Regions from separate parts of the Mus musculus genome. Here regions 2 and 3 are each linked to region 1. The links are chromatin contacts, called in public Hi-C and HiCAR-type maps. All regions are on one chromosome and are shown on one strand. Each heading gives the region's core, a stretch centred on a gene start, on an enhancer-like site or on the middle of the called end of the contact. The rest is flanking DNA. Distances are from core to core; before and after follow the strand shown.

Region 1 (3,952 bases), core at 450-2,949:
CAGTCTTTCTCTGAAACCGTGCACATGCACTCTCCCTCCCTCTCCTTGCTACCCTTTTTAATCCAAGTTATTCATATATCCTTTGATGCCCATTTACCTTGCCCGGGCTGACTGATTGATCCTGGTTAACCACAGCATTGATTTGCAGAGATTGTAAAGACCTTCATTCACTTTACCCACGTTAAATTCAATTTTGATCCTAATTCTGAGTTTCGGACAGGATTACCCCTATATCTTACTACTTTGTTTCTCTTAAGAGCTGGATGTTTCCTGGTTTACTGTCCAGATGAACAGAAGTAGGCGTTACAAATATAACTTTAAATAGCAAATCGTAACACCGTTAACATAACCGCCAACTCCTACTCTCGGTGTCTGAGTCTTTAAAAAAAAATCCTCTGCTAAATCTTTTATTCTTCCTAAAGAATTTTTAAGTACTTTGCATTGTGATGACTACGAGAGAAAAGCCAGCGAGCCTATGAACCTCGGTGGTTTATTTTATCACAGTTTTACAAATCTGTTCGAAGATTTCATTTTAAAGGCACAGTGACAGCGTTTTCTCTCTCTTCCCACTCGTTTGGCTTAGTAGCTTACTCCCTCCGTAAGTAACTTGATAACCTTTTATAGCAGCCAGCGGTATTTAATGATAATGCTCCCCTGGGAAAAACCGCAGTGGGCAGGGATACACCACAGTGGCTGGAGAACACTGGACACATGGTCTTTGGTCCCTCTGCCCAGCTCACCTCCACCCTCATGTCTCTATCTTTCTCTGTCTCTCTCTGGAGTCACAAAAGGCAGTTCGCAGCTGGAAACAACAAGTTGCGCCATGGATTCAAGCTATCTACTCAAGTAGCAAGCAGAGTCACTGGTTCAGCTGGAATCTCAGTTGCCAAGCGAACTAGGAACCCCCAAACCTGGTCCAACCACAAGCTTAAAAGTGCTTTTGCTGCTTGACAGAGGAAAATGACGCAGAGGGGAATGAACCCACTGAACAGCGGTCGCTGTCCTCCCTTCGTGCCCTCAGCTCGTTGGAGAGTCATAGAGCTCACCTTACGTGCCCAAGGACCATGTCATTTCCATCCTCTCCAAACGTCCAAACGCGCACGGGAGGTTGTACACAAGCACCGAGCTCCCCAGCACCGCGGGGATAAGGGCTGATCCTTTGTTTACCATGTAAATCACACCGGGGGTTCGCTCTTCGTCCTCACCCCTGCCTCACAACGCGATACAGAGAGAGCCTGGAAGCACCCCCAAACTCCCCCTTATCCCAGGTCATCCAAAGAAAGCTTCGCGAAAATCTTTCCCCGAACCTTAAAAAAGCAACCTTTTTAAAAAGAAGAAGAACCTTAAAAAGCTGCTGCACCCTGGTGACTCGCGTAAGCCCCCAGGGATACCCGCCTCCTAGCAGGGAGCCTGCTTCCCAGTCGGCTTAGGAAACTTAATCAGTATCCCAGATGTGAGGCCCGCGTCTGGAGCGCGGAGCCTGCACCCTCTCTTACCCGCAAAGTTGCAATCTGGTGGTTGAAGTGACCGAGGTGGGCTCGGCGAGCGCGCAGCACCAGTGCTGTGCCTGGTGCTAGCGCAGCTGGTCAGTTCCGATGGGGTTTCCGTAGTCGCTACCGAGTTTTTTGGAGCATTCCAAGGGGGAAAAAAACCCGCACGAAACCAGAGCCCACGCAGCTGGCACAGAACTGGGCGGAGTGAGGATGCTGGAGAGCCAGAGCAGGGGCGCGGGGGAGGGGCAGCCCAGGAGGGGGCGGGGTGCCCAGGACGACAGCCTCGCCCACCAGGCACTGATGCTCTCCCCACCTATACCCCCGGAAAAGTTGCGTTCCCAAGGTGGCCAAAGAGCAGCCTGGAGGACCGCCCCCACCCATCCTGGGTCTGCCCGAATGGATGCGCATCCCACGCACCTCCCTAGGAGCGGGTATAAAGGACCCACAAACACCTCAACGCGCCACCCGGGAGCATCTCTCCAGGTCAGTCAGCAAGCAGGGTGGCTCGCCATATGTCTGCTTGTCACTCAGCTAAGTGGTGGTCAGGACAGACCCGGAGGTCTTGGGTGTTTGGCATACACAGATCAGGGCTTGGTGTAGCCCAGGAGAAATGCAAAACTTCACTTGTCAACCGAACCCAACCCTGGAAAGCCCTGCTCCAACCATACTAAGCAGCTGGTCAAAGGATTGGAACAAATTGTCTCTCCCCCTACCCAGCCCTGGCAACTCTTGTAGCCGCCCTGGACTCCTGGCACCCCCTTCCCTGTCCTCAAGGTGTCACACTTGCCTTGCTAGTGCAGGGATGTGCTTGCCACTACCATCAACAATCCAGACAGTGGCAATAAATAAATGATAAGCCCCCAGCATCCCATCCACTCCTACCTGGCTCCCTCTAAACAACTGGCAATCAAGATTCCCACGTATTTAATCCCAAATTATGGGCCAGCGTAGGAGCTGGAGGTCCTGGTGGCTGCAGGTGGGCATGTTGGTGAACGACGGTGTCTGCCACCGGACTCAGCATCTCTAACTCTAATCTTGAGCTTCCAGATACAGCTTATCTCTTGGTGTAGTATTCATACACAAAAATAAGATCCAAGTACAGAGGTGGAAAAGTTCATGTAACTTGCCACACCTTTATTGTTCGTGATCTCAAGACCAAGGGACAAACTTAGCAGTGCGTTTGCCAAAAGGCTTCAGCCCCCTCCTACCTTCACTTCTCGGGTTTCTTTTTCAGAGCACAGGCGGTTGTGAGCTCCCCCCATCGCCTGTAAGCATCCCAGCAGCAAGATTTAATAGACTCAGGCTCACTCTGCGTTTCTGAACGTCAGATGAGTGAGGTGGGTTTTTTTTTTTTTCCGTTTCGTTTTTTTGTTTTTGTTTTTTAAGGGTAATTGCAGAGTAAGGAGGCTTTGTTGACTTTGGAGTGTACTCTTTGGAGTGAAGGTTTTGTTTTGTTGTTCTTTTCAAAATGCTGTTTGTAGTTGTCAAGTTTTCTTTCTCCTGAGCTAACTGCTCCTCTCATAGGTCAGCATGACCCCTAGAGTGATTTTGAGAGAGCACAGCCCACAGTCCGTCCCACAAAATACCGAGGCCTTTACAGTACACCAAACAAACCTGTACCAGAAAACTGGATGAGCAACAGAAGAACTCCATCCCTACCCCGAATCCCTCTACAGATCTCCATAAATGTGTGTCAACATCTTTCAAAGGTAGTTTTCTTGTCTTAGCATTAAACACTGGATTTTATAAAATATGCAAAACACATCACTCGGTAGACATGGAGATGAACTTTACAATAAATCTAAACCTACTTTCTACTGAAGAAGAAAAGAAGAAAAACACACATCGACATCTGTTTGGCGTGGTACAACTGAAACTACTTCTTTAAAAAAAAATTTCACAAAACCTGTTTTTCTTAATGATCAGTAAATGTATAAAAACCAAACCTGGAGCAGACATTGGTTGAAGAAGTGTTTCTGCTAAAATACAGGCTGTCATGAGTGTAGGTCCTTAAGACAGGTTTAAGGATGCTTGAAAAGGAACTCAACACTTGAGATCATCCACACAGCTCTCTTAGGGCTCTTACTTCTTCATAGCAGATACCATTTTTTATCATGATATCAGAGACAGATATTTTTTCTAGTCTTCCCTAATTTGTTATTCTTCCCATAAGAAAGGTGGATGTGAGTCCACAATAAAAACAAAATAGAAAAAAAAAAAAAAAAAAAAAGGAAAGCAAAAGCAAAACCTTGAGGACCACAAAACGCACACCAGCATCATCGGCGTTTGCTCCTAGCAGCCTGTGTTCCCTTGGAAGGAAGAGCAATGGACCACAAACCCTCCTCAGCAGCAGCGTGTGCAAGTCTGGATTGCCGTAGCTGTGCTTGTGATACATGAAATGATTGGTAATTATACAAAAAAAAAAAAAAAAAAAAAGGTAAGGCATTTAAACAGTCTGG
Region 2 (4,087 bases), core at 355-2,854, 90 kb before region 1:
ATAGTCCCGATGTCTTTTGGATACCTCATTACTTGATCCTAAGGTGATTCAAACACCATGGCAAGGTTTTCATACCTCATCCTAGGAGTTAAGAAACTACATTACACATGCTAGTTAAAAGCCCTAACTCCCAGAAACTGTGTATCCATTAATTGAAAGTGAAAATGACAGCAGTCCTGCAAGAGGCAAAAGAACTCTTCTTTTTCTTTTATTCAGGTAAACAACAATTCAAGCACACTGCCTCGGCAGGTTGAAGGAGGGTCGTTCACATAGCACACAGCAAACACATTCTTTGTGGCTTCACATCGCTGAGGTAGTAGTCTCACTATATTTTTACCACAGCAAGCTCCCACCATGTCTACACACGCTAATCGTCTCAAAGAAGATATGTCCTCCTGTACCTGGAGAAATGTTTCCAGTGTAGGGTGGTATAAGGGAACAAAGTACCAGACACAGATGGGGGAAGGAATCATAGTTGAGGTGGTTCAGAGCAAGGTAGGGCAGGATTGACCTCAAAAGGCTGAGTGTTAAGACAGATTCATTTTTTACTTGAGGATTTGAAACACCCATCAGCTAAGAGGTGATTAGCTTTTGGTACTGTGATGGTTTGTATATGTTCAGCCCAGGGAGTGACACTATTAAAAGGTGTGGCCCTGTTGGAGTAGGTATGGTCGGTCTTGTTAGAATAGGTGTGTCACTGTGGGTGTGGGCTTTAAGACCCTCCTCTTAGCTGCCTGGAAGCCAGTATTCTGCTAGCATCCTTCAGATGAAGATGTAGAACTCTTCAAGTTCTGTGCCTGGTTCAAGGTGTGAGTATCTCTGTAAAATGTGAAAAAGCACACTTAAAGAGTCACATGATTTGAGAGAATTACAGAGTAACTTCCTGCCTTTCTTTCCATGTACTGAGCCTCAAAATGTTAGCTTTATTACTTTTCCTAATAAAATACTTATATTTGATTGCCTCAGCACAGAACCTTGACGCTTCAAGAAACATATTTTGGGCCATTGACATTATTCTTGTTTTAGACAGTTAATTAATTCATTAATAAATTTACTCTGTTTGAGACAAGGCTCACAATATAGCACAAGATGGCTTTGAACTCACAACTCTCCAGCCTCTGCCTCCCAGTGAGACTGTCAGCACTTGACTTAAACACCAATATCTCAAAGGAGAACAAGACTAGTGGAATTAAATGGTAGATTTTATTTGTTTATTTATTTTAGGGTATAAATATTTGACCTTCTCCCCTTCTCTCTCTTCTCCTTTTTGTTCTGAGATTTTGAAATAATGTGTGTATTTTATGAACTTAGAGCACTCCTCAGGGTGGACAGACTGTACATCAAGTACACAACCATCCTAGGAACGAGTAGCTCCTTCATTTTACAGCACAGTGCAAGGGTTTCACAATCCAGAGGATGATGACTGTCTTGTGGAATTTCAAAATGAGTCTGTGTGTAGGCAGCTTAGTTCTGAACACAGAGAGGAAGTTCGGTGTTGATGAACAGCTCATTCCAAAAGATAGTAAGTGTGCCCATTTCCCTGGCTGCTCTTCCTTCCTTCCAAGGAAGGACAGAGTAGGCACTTTCTTTTAATAGCCCTGGTATCTTTTCCTCCACCCCCAGTGCTGCATACTGCAGGAACCTAACTCCTTGGTTGAGCTAGGAGAATAAGAGATGTGGGATCTGTAAAACTTAAGAACTGAGTGTCTGGTGACAGCCTTCTGTGTTAGGATGCTCTTTAGAGACAGCTTACCCTAAGAAATAAAGCCAGACCACACGCATTTACATTGTCATTCACCCAATAAACACTCAGTCAACAGTTTCTGTTGTTAGCCAGTGGTTCTGTCTCAGTTGGTGGGCAGGGATTCAGTCTGCTTTCCATTTTGTTAAGATGAGCTAGCTGCTAGCTATAGGGAAGAAAGGCTGTCTGTTCTGTTCTGCCTCCAGCGTGTTGTGTCATTGGTTGAGTCTAAGAGAGGTTCTGCCAAATGGGTTTTTGTAGCCTGGAAGGGGCATCTCATGATGAATTCATTCCTGAGTCAGGAGGGAAGCCACAAGATGTGGCCTTATTAGCAAATATCTCAAAAAACTGGGCTCTCAGATTTACAAACACCTTACAGATTCTTCATCCACTTTCATTTCCTGAAAGAGAAAGAAACCCAAGAAATCTGCTTCTAACCCTGAAGATACCTGAGCTGGGTGTTCCAAGCACAGGGATGTTCTCAAATGAAAATCCACGAGAGAATCACCAAATGGTCTCTCCTGTGATGGTTTCTACATGCACAATCCAGGGGATGACACTATTGGAAGGTATGGCCCTGTTGAATCAGGTGTGGCCTTGTTGAAGTAGGTTTGTCACTGTGGGTGTGGGCTTTTAAGACCTTCATCCTAGCTGCCTGGAAGCCAGTATTCTGCTAGCAGCCTTCAGATGAAGATGTAGAACTCTCAGCAACTCTTGCTCCATGCCTTCCAGGACACTACTTTCCTGCTATGATGATAATAGACTGAACTTGTAAGCCAGACCTAACTGAATGCTGTCCTTATGAGAGTTGACTCGGTCATGGTGTCTGTTCACAGTAGTAAAACCCCAACTAAGACACTTCCCTTAGAGGTTACAGGTGGAAACTACTACAGAACTTGTCATGTCTTGGAATTTACAGTCAGGAAAATGATGCCCATTGAGCCCGGTTGGGCTTACTATGGACACAAAACTAGAAGCATCAGATGTTGTCTGCCTATGGAATGTACTGCTGATGGGGACATCATTGATGTGCTATAGGAAGATAGGATTGACATTGACCCCAGATGAGGTCAGAGTCACACAGATATAGTCTCAACTTAGCAAGAGCTAGCTGCATGAGTCACATGACTCATAGATAATAAAAGGCCTAAGACAAACAATACTGATTTCACAAGCTCTGAGGGAGGAAATAAAAACTAGGTACTCAGTTGCAAAGCCCGGGCACTTTTACCAACAGCATTTTTCTTTTCTTTCTCTTATTTTATGAGTCTCAGAAATCACTGTCAAACACCTCGTGTTCTCATCAGCCAGCACAGTCCCTCCAAAGAAAGAAAAAACATGTTTGCCACCAGCCCTCTGAGGTTCACTTGGTATTTTGTAAAGAAAATGAAAGTAATGTATGAACCAGGCAGGCCCAGTGGCTCACATGTAATCCTAGCCATTTGCAGTGCTGAGGGATCTCAAGTGCAAGGTCTGTCTGGGCATACAATGAGTTCAGAGCCAGCATGGGCAGTTTAGTGAGACCCTGTCTTCAAATAAAAAATAAAGAGGAGTTCCATGTAGTGTCCCAGGACTCCCTTTCTTCCACACTGCCAAGGAAGCCTGCATCTCCTTCCAACCCTGTACGTCCCAGCTCAATAAAAGCCCATCAGAAATTTAAAAAAAAAATGAACAGAACCTAAAGAGCTTTGGGATGCTGAAAAAAGGACCTAATCTTTGAATTATGAACACAGAAAAAGGACGAAATGTCATAGTGGAGGTACAGCGAATATACATTTCTCAATGAACTGTGATTTCATAGACGAAAAATTCCTAAACTTAGAGAAAAAGGTGCTTATATAGGTACAAGGGGTCCACAGGACAGCAAAGGACAGGACCAGAAAAGGAAGTCCCCACAATCTACGACAGCTAACACAGAGAAAGGAGAAAAAGTGCTGCAAGCTGCGGGACAGAAAGGTCAAGTCACTTATGAAGATACTTCTCAGGATAATACCTGCTGATGTGACAGAAACTCGAAGCCAGGAAGGCCTGGAAAGAGATCAAGAAAAAAACATTTAAAAGAGCTAGGACTGAATAAAAATGAAAACACAAACTAGCAAACTCCAGGGGACACAGTGAAGGCAGTTCTACTGGGAAAGCTTACGTGAAAACAGAAGACCCAGGATAACCAAAACAATCATCAACTATAGAAACACTGCCAGAAGTAGTACCATCTCTCACTGCACGTTCTACAACAGAACTATTGTAATAAAAACAGTGTGCTCCTGGCATGGATGTGGACCTACTAATTAATATAATAGAATGGAGGACACAGATATAAGCCCACGGAGATCAAAGTACTCATTA
Region 3 (4,243 bases), core at 846-3,345, 110 kb after region 1:
AGTGTATCTTTTTCCAGCTTCTGGTTTGACATCTGTTGGTGAAGAGCATTTGTGAGTTTTCCATTAAGTTTTAATCAATATGTATCTTATGAGCAGAAAGCTAATGTAGACAGGTTATCTTTTGTTTCCTCTTGCAAGGGTAGTCATTGGGTATTGAGGTCCTACCCACAGGCAAAGAAAAAATTAGTAAAGACAAATAGGATATACCTATAAAGATTCCTATTGTGAGCTGGACACAGGAAAATATGAAGGCTTCACTGAAAGCCAGTAATGTTTATACTGCATGGCTGCTGGTTATCTCAGAATGCCCTGTGTCACAATAAGCTTCAGTTATAAGAAATTAATCTGTGTTCTTCAGCTGCTGTTGTTACTGTGCTTGGCATTGTCCTCTTATGGTTGAGCAAGTCATCTCTTAAAAACTGTTTGAGGCATGGCTTTGACCACATATAGACTTAAAAACCATACTTACCGAGGAAGTCACTGCCATGATTTCATGGGGGGTCTTAGTACTACCTTCAGAGCACAGATCACTGAGCCTCAGGCTTCACTCCTCTGGGAAAGAATTTTGTTGAAATGACATAATCATGATTTATCTTGTTTTATTTTTCTATAAAATATTGTTCTATTCAATTCCTTAGTGTATTAGTCAGGGTTCTCTAGAGTAACAGAACTTTACAGAATGACTCTCTCTCTCATATATATATGATTTATTAGAATGACTTATAGGCTATGGTTCAGCTAACCTAACAATGGTTGACTATGAATAGAAATCCAAGAATTTCTATGGCCAAGAATCCAGAAGTTGTTCAGTCTAGGAGGCTAGATGCCCCAGCTGGTCTTAAGTAGATGCTGAAATCCTGGAGAGGTAGGCTTTGGTGCCAGTAAAGGAATAGACTTGCTAGCAATGAGAGAACAAATAGACAAAGAGCAAGTGACTCCTTCTTTCATGTTCTTATATAGCCTTCCAGAAGCAGAAGGTATAGCCCAGATTAAAGATGTCTTCCTACCTCAAAGTACAGATTAAAGATTTGTCTTCCTACCCAAAGATCTGGATTAAAAGTGGATCTTCCTACTTTAAATTGAGCAAAAATCCCTCATAGGTATGCCTTCTCTCTTTCAGTTTTATTTAAGTCAAGATGTAGACAAGTTGACAACAGAGAATGGCCATCACACTTGGTTAGCTGTATAATTTGGGCTGGCACCCAGGTTAACATTTCACTTCGTTCAGGCATATGTGTTCCAGTTTGGAATCTTGTGGCTATACAATATCTTAGCCACACATTCTAAGCATTTCAATTCCAAGTGTCAGATCTGATATAAAAGCATTTAGATCATGTTGAAAGTGAGATGTCTGTTTTTACTCCAAGGTAAAAGAGAGAATGAGTTCTGGGGAAAGCCACAAAGTCTCCACTGAATACAGCTTTCATACTTTGTCCATCCACCAGGTAGGCATAGGGAGGAATAGCAATCATCACAGTCAATATTCCCTGGGGTCTGCACAGGCACTGCTCTCCTTGGCCCTTCATCCCTATACTATAGATATAGAGATTGGACTGAGAATGAATTGATTGGCAGTATGTAAAAAAAAAAAAAAAAAAGGGAAAAAGAAGAAAGTATATTCCACTTTTAATCCTCATTGTATTCTCTCTTCTCCTGTATCTGTTGTCTGTCCTCTGTCTGTCTGTCTGTCTGTCTGTCTCTCTTCTCTTCTCTTTCCTTCCTTTGACTCCACATGGATTGAGGCTTTGTTTAGAAACACCTCTCACCATCTCGGGTCATAAAACCAAAATGGCCAAACAGAATGTTTAATGTTTCAGCTAATAACAACAAACAGAATAGAGCAAGCCATCTTCAAATCCCATGTGATATGTTTGCCAACTGAAGGTCTTCAATCCTTGTGAGCCAAACTCCAAGTTCCAGATGGGTAAACTTTTGCTTCTTTCCCAACGTCCAATCAATTTCCATCCATGCTGATTAAATCGCATCATTATTCTTGATTTGTTCTTTCCACTTTCTATCTTTACCCCTGGCAATCTTGCTGAGGTTTTACTAATTATATCTTACCGCCCCATCCTTCTCCTGATCAACCCCCACCTTTTTTTTTCTCTAATACAGTCTTCAGTCTTCTGCAAGGCTGGCTTTCTCCAGTCCAATCATGCTATGCACTCATGCTTTTAAAAAAAGAAAACATCAAACATTAGTTAACATTTTCTGAAAAGCACCCAACTATTTCACTGTGATGGCAGCAAGATTGAAAAGCACTGAATTCTGCAGAGGATTGGCAGTGTTGTGAAGGATCCAGACATGAAACCTGGGAGCAGTGTCAACCTGCTGCATTTGCCTTACTGTGGTGCTATCAAGTAACTCACTTTTCACATTCTCTTAACTTAAAGAGTCTTTACTGCCCATGTGCATAATATCATGCTCCAAATTTGCAGATAATAAAAATCATCAATCTCCTGCCATGGGAAGAACCCTTTATGGCCATCAAAATTGTTATCTTCTCACCTTGGTGGCTCTTTGCAGAAAGCCAACTGTCCTATCAGAGTCCACATTAGAGAAGATTGCTCTTCTAGAAGACGATTCCAAGGTGTTCCAAATGTCAACCATCTGCACTTCACTGAAAACCAATGTAACCTCCCTACAAGAAAGAGACATCATTCCTGTGGGGCATGCATGAAGGATTAACAGTAGTTTTATGTATATGTTGAGAGTGAACTTCATCAAGCCTGAATTCTTGCCCAATTTCAGAAAAGATGCAGACATAGAAACACAACATTTGCCATATTTGATTTTTTTACTAAGAATAAATTACTTGCTTTATTAATATGGTAATCCTTTTCCATAAAATATTTTAAAGTATGAAGTTTTACTTGTAACACTATTGTTCTTTGTTTGGCACACTTTGAAATATGGCAATCATCTAAAATATATTTGTAAATTTTAGTTTTTATTCAGTTATTTTTCTGACAGTTTCATACATGTATATATAGTGAGTTCTTATTACTCTCATTACCCACTTTCTCTCTGCTCTCTTTCTTATCAGCACCCCCCTTTTCCATCAGTCCATCTCTCTCCCTTCCATCCCTACCAGCATTCCCTTCTCCATCAGTCCATCTCTTGGGGTCATGATTGTTGGGTTTGTTTGTATGCCATGTTTAACTTAACAGGAATCATCTTTGTGATTATAGGGCTGAACTCTCCATTGGAGGTTTTTGGGGTCACCAACAGGTACACAACTGAAGGCAATGACACCCCAATTCCCTGAACTTGTTATTGGGAATAGTTCAGCAATATTGGATAAGATCCTCTTAGCCCTTACTCTAGCCATGCCTGGAGGCTGACGGGCCCATTCTTGTACACATCTGGTAGAGTCATCCATAATTGTTAAGAGAGCACCAACCATGGTTCTCTTCTGAGGGGAAGGAATAAACCCAGCCAGAGAGCAGTTGTTTACCCCCATGACAGTAGCAGCACTAATGTAGCAGTGGGAACATCCTGTCTGGCAGGTTCACAGCTTGATAAAATTATTGATGACTTTTCTCCCCCCATAGACTGAATAGCACATCCCAAGACTGAAAGTTAGGCACCAGGGAGGACACTGTTTGATTTTGCTGTATTATGCAACCAAAGTATGCCATGTCTTCACCTAGGATGTGGGGTTTTATCATCTAGTTCTGGTGGGCGAACGAGAGTCCATTTTTTTTGGTTCTTTTTTATTGGCCTCTGGAGCCTCCCAGACCTACAATTCATAATGAGATATCTCACTGCTGGCAATGCGGGTGGGGGTTAAACATGCATGCCTTCTAGGAACAGTTTTTCCCAGTCTTTTAAACTCTTCTTAAAATAAATTGTATTTTTAATTTGGTTAGAAGATAGTAAGTTTCCATGTGTCTTCTTCGTACCCCATTTGTTTGTGTGTTTGCTTTTGACCCTTTCCCTCCCATACTCCATGCTTAAACTCTCTGGGGTCCCATCTATGCTTCGTATTAGCTGTATTCCATAATAGCTGTATTCCATATTAGCTGTATTCCATATTAGCTGTATTCCATATTAGCTGTATTCCATGACTCTCCTTCCGCAAAGCACCCCCTTCCCAGTGGCCTCCTTCTACAGGACCTTCAAACTGAATATACAAAATTAAAAAGATTCTACACACAAGAAAAGTGGCTTAAGATTTTTTTGTGTGTGAGAAATTTTTGAGAAATCTTGTAAGTCTAAGACTATTTGTCCTAGAATTACG

What was found. Hi-C and Micro-C count contacts between places; a contact is called where the count stands out from the background. HiCAR-type assays count read pairs that join an accessible place to other places.
Region 2: a Hi-C map of uterus shows a contact between it and region 1, with 3 times the contacts expected there. The contact joins the enhancer-like site here to the promoter of Trpc4 in region 1. A contact is called at or near these places in 1 of 39 promoter capture datasets (hippocampal neurons), 8 of 484 Hi-C or Micro-C datasets (cerebral cortex, cortical neurons and uterus), 1 of 115 datasets of contacts at active chromatin or transcription factors (neural progenitor cells) and 2 of 9 other capture datasets (adipose tissue and liver).
Region 3: a contact with region 1 is called in a HiCAR-type map of PVALB interneurons, with 4 times the contacts expected there. The contact joins the enhancer-like site here to the promoter of Trpc4 in region 1. A contact is called at or near these places in 1 of 39 promoter capture datasets (hippocampal neurons), 2 of 484 Hi-C or Micro-C datasets (cerebral cortex and embryonic stem cells), 3 of 115 datasets of contacts at active chromatin or transcription factors (PVALB interneurons, large pre-B cells and neural progenitor cells) and 2 of 9 other capture datasets (adipose tissue and embryonic stem cells).

What each region holds. Positions count from the first base shown.
Region 1 is chr3:54,153,804-54,157,755 of GRCm38.p6, reverse strand. Trpc4 (transient receptor potential cation channel, subfamily C, member 4) reads right to left here and starts at 1,699. Exons shown (of 11, transcript NM_016984.3): 1 at 1,497-1,699.
Region 2 is chr3:54,244,023-54,248,109 of GRCm38.p6, reverse strand. The region is part of intron 3 of Trpc4 (transient receptor potential cation channel, subfamily C, member 4); the gene reads right to left. Among named protein-coding and RNA genes, the nearest start is that of Trpc4, 90 kb to the right of the region's middle. Within about 2 kb of position 1,604, at least 25 of the 459 cell types and tissues checked have an H3K27ac peak or open chromatin away from gene starts, as enhancers often do. A contact at or near this core is called in adipose tissue and uterus, where this site is marked.
Region 3 is chr3:54,038,938-54,043,180 of GRCm38.p6, reverse strand. No RefSeq gene overlaps it. Among named protein-coding and RNA genes, the nearest start is that of Trpc4, 110 kb to the left of the region's middle. Within about 2 kb of position 2,095, at least 1 of the 459 cell types and tissues checked has an H3K27ac peak or open chromatin away from gene starts, as enhancers often do. A contact at or near this core is called in PVALB interneurons, where this site is marked.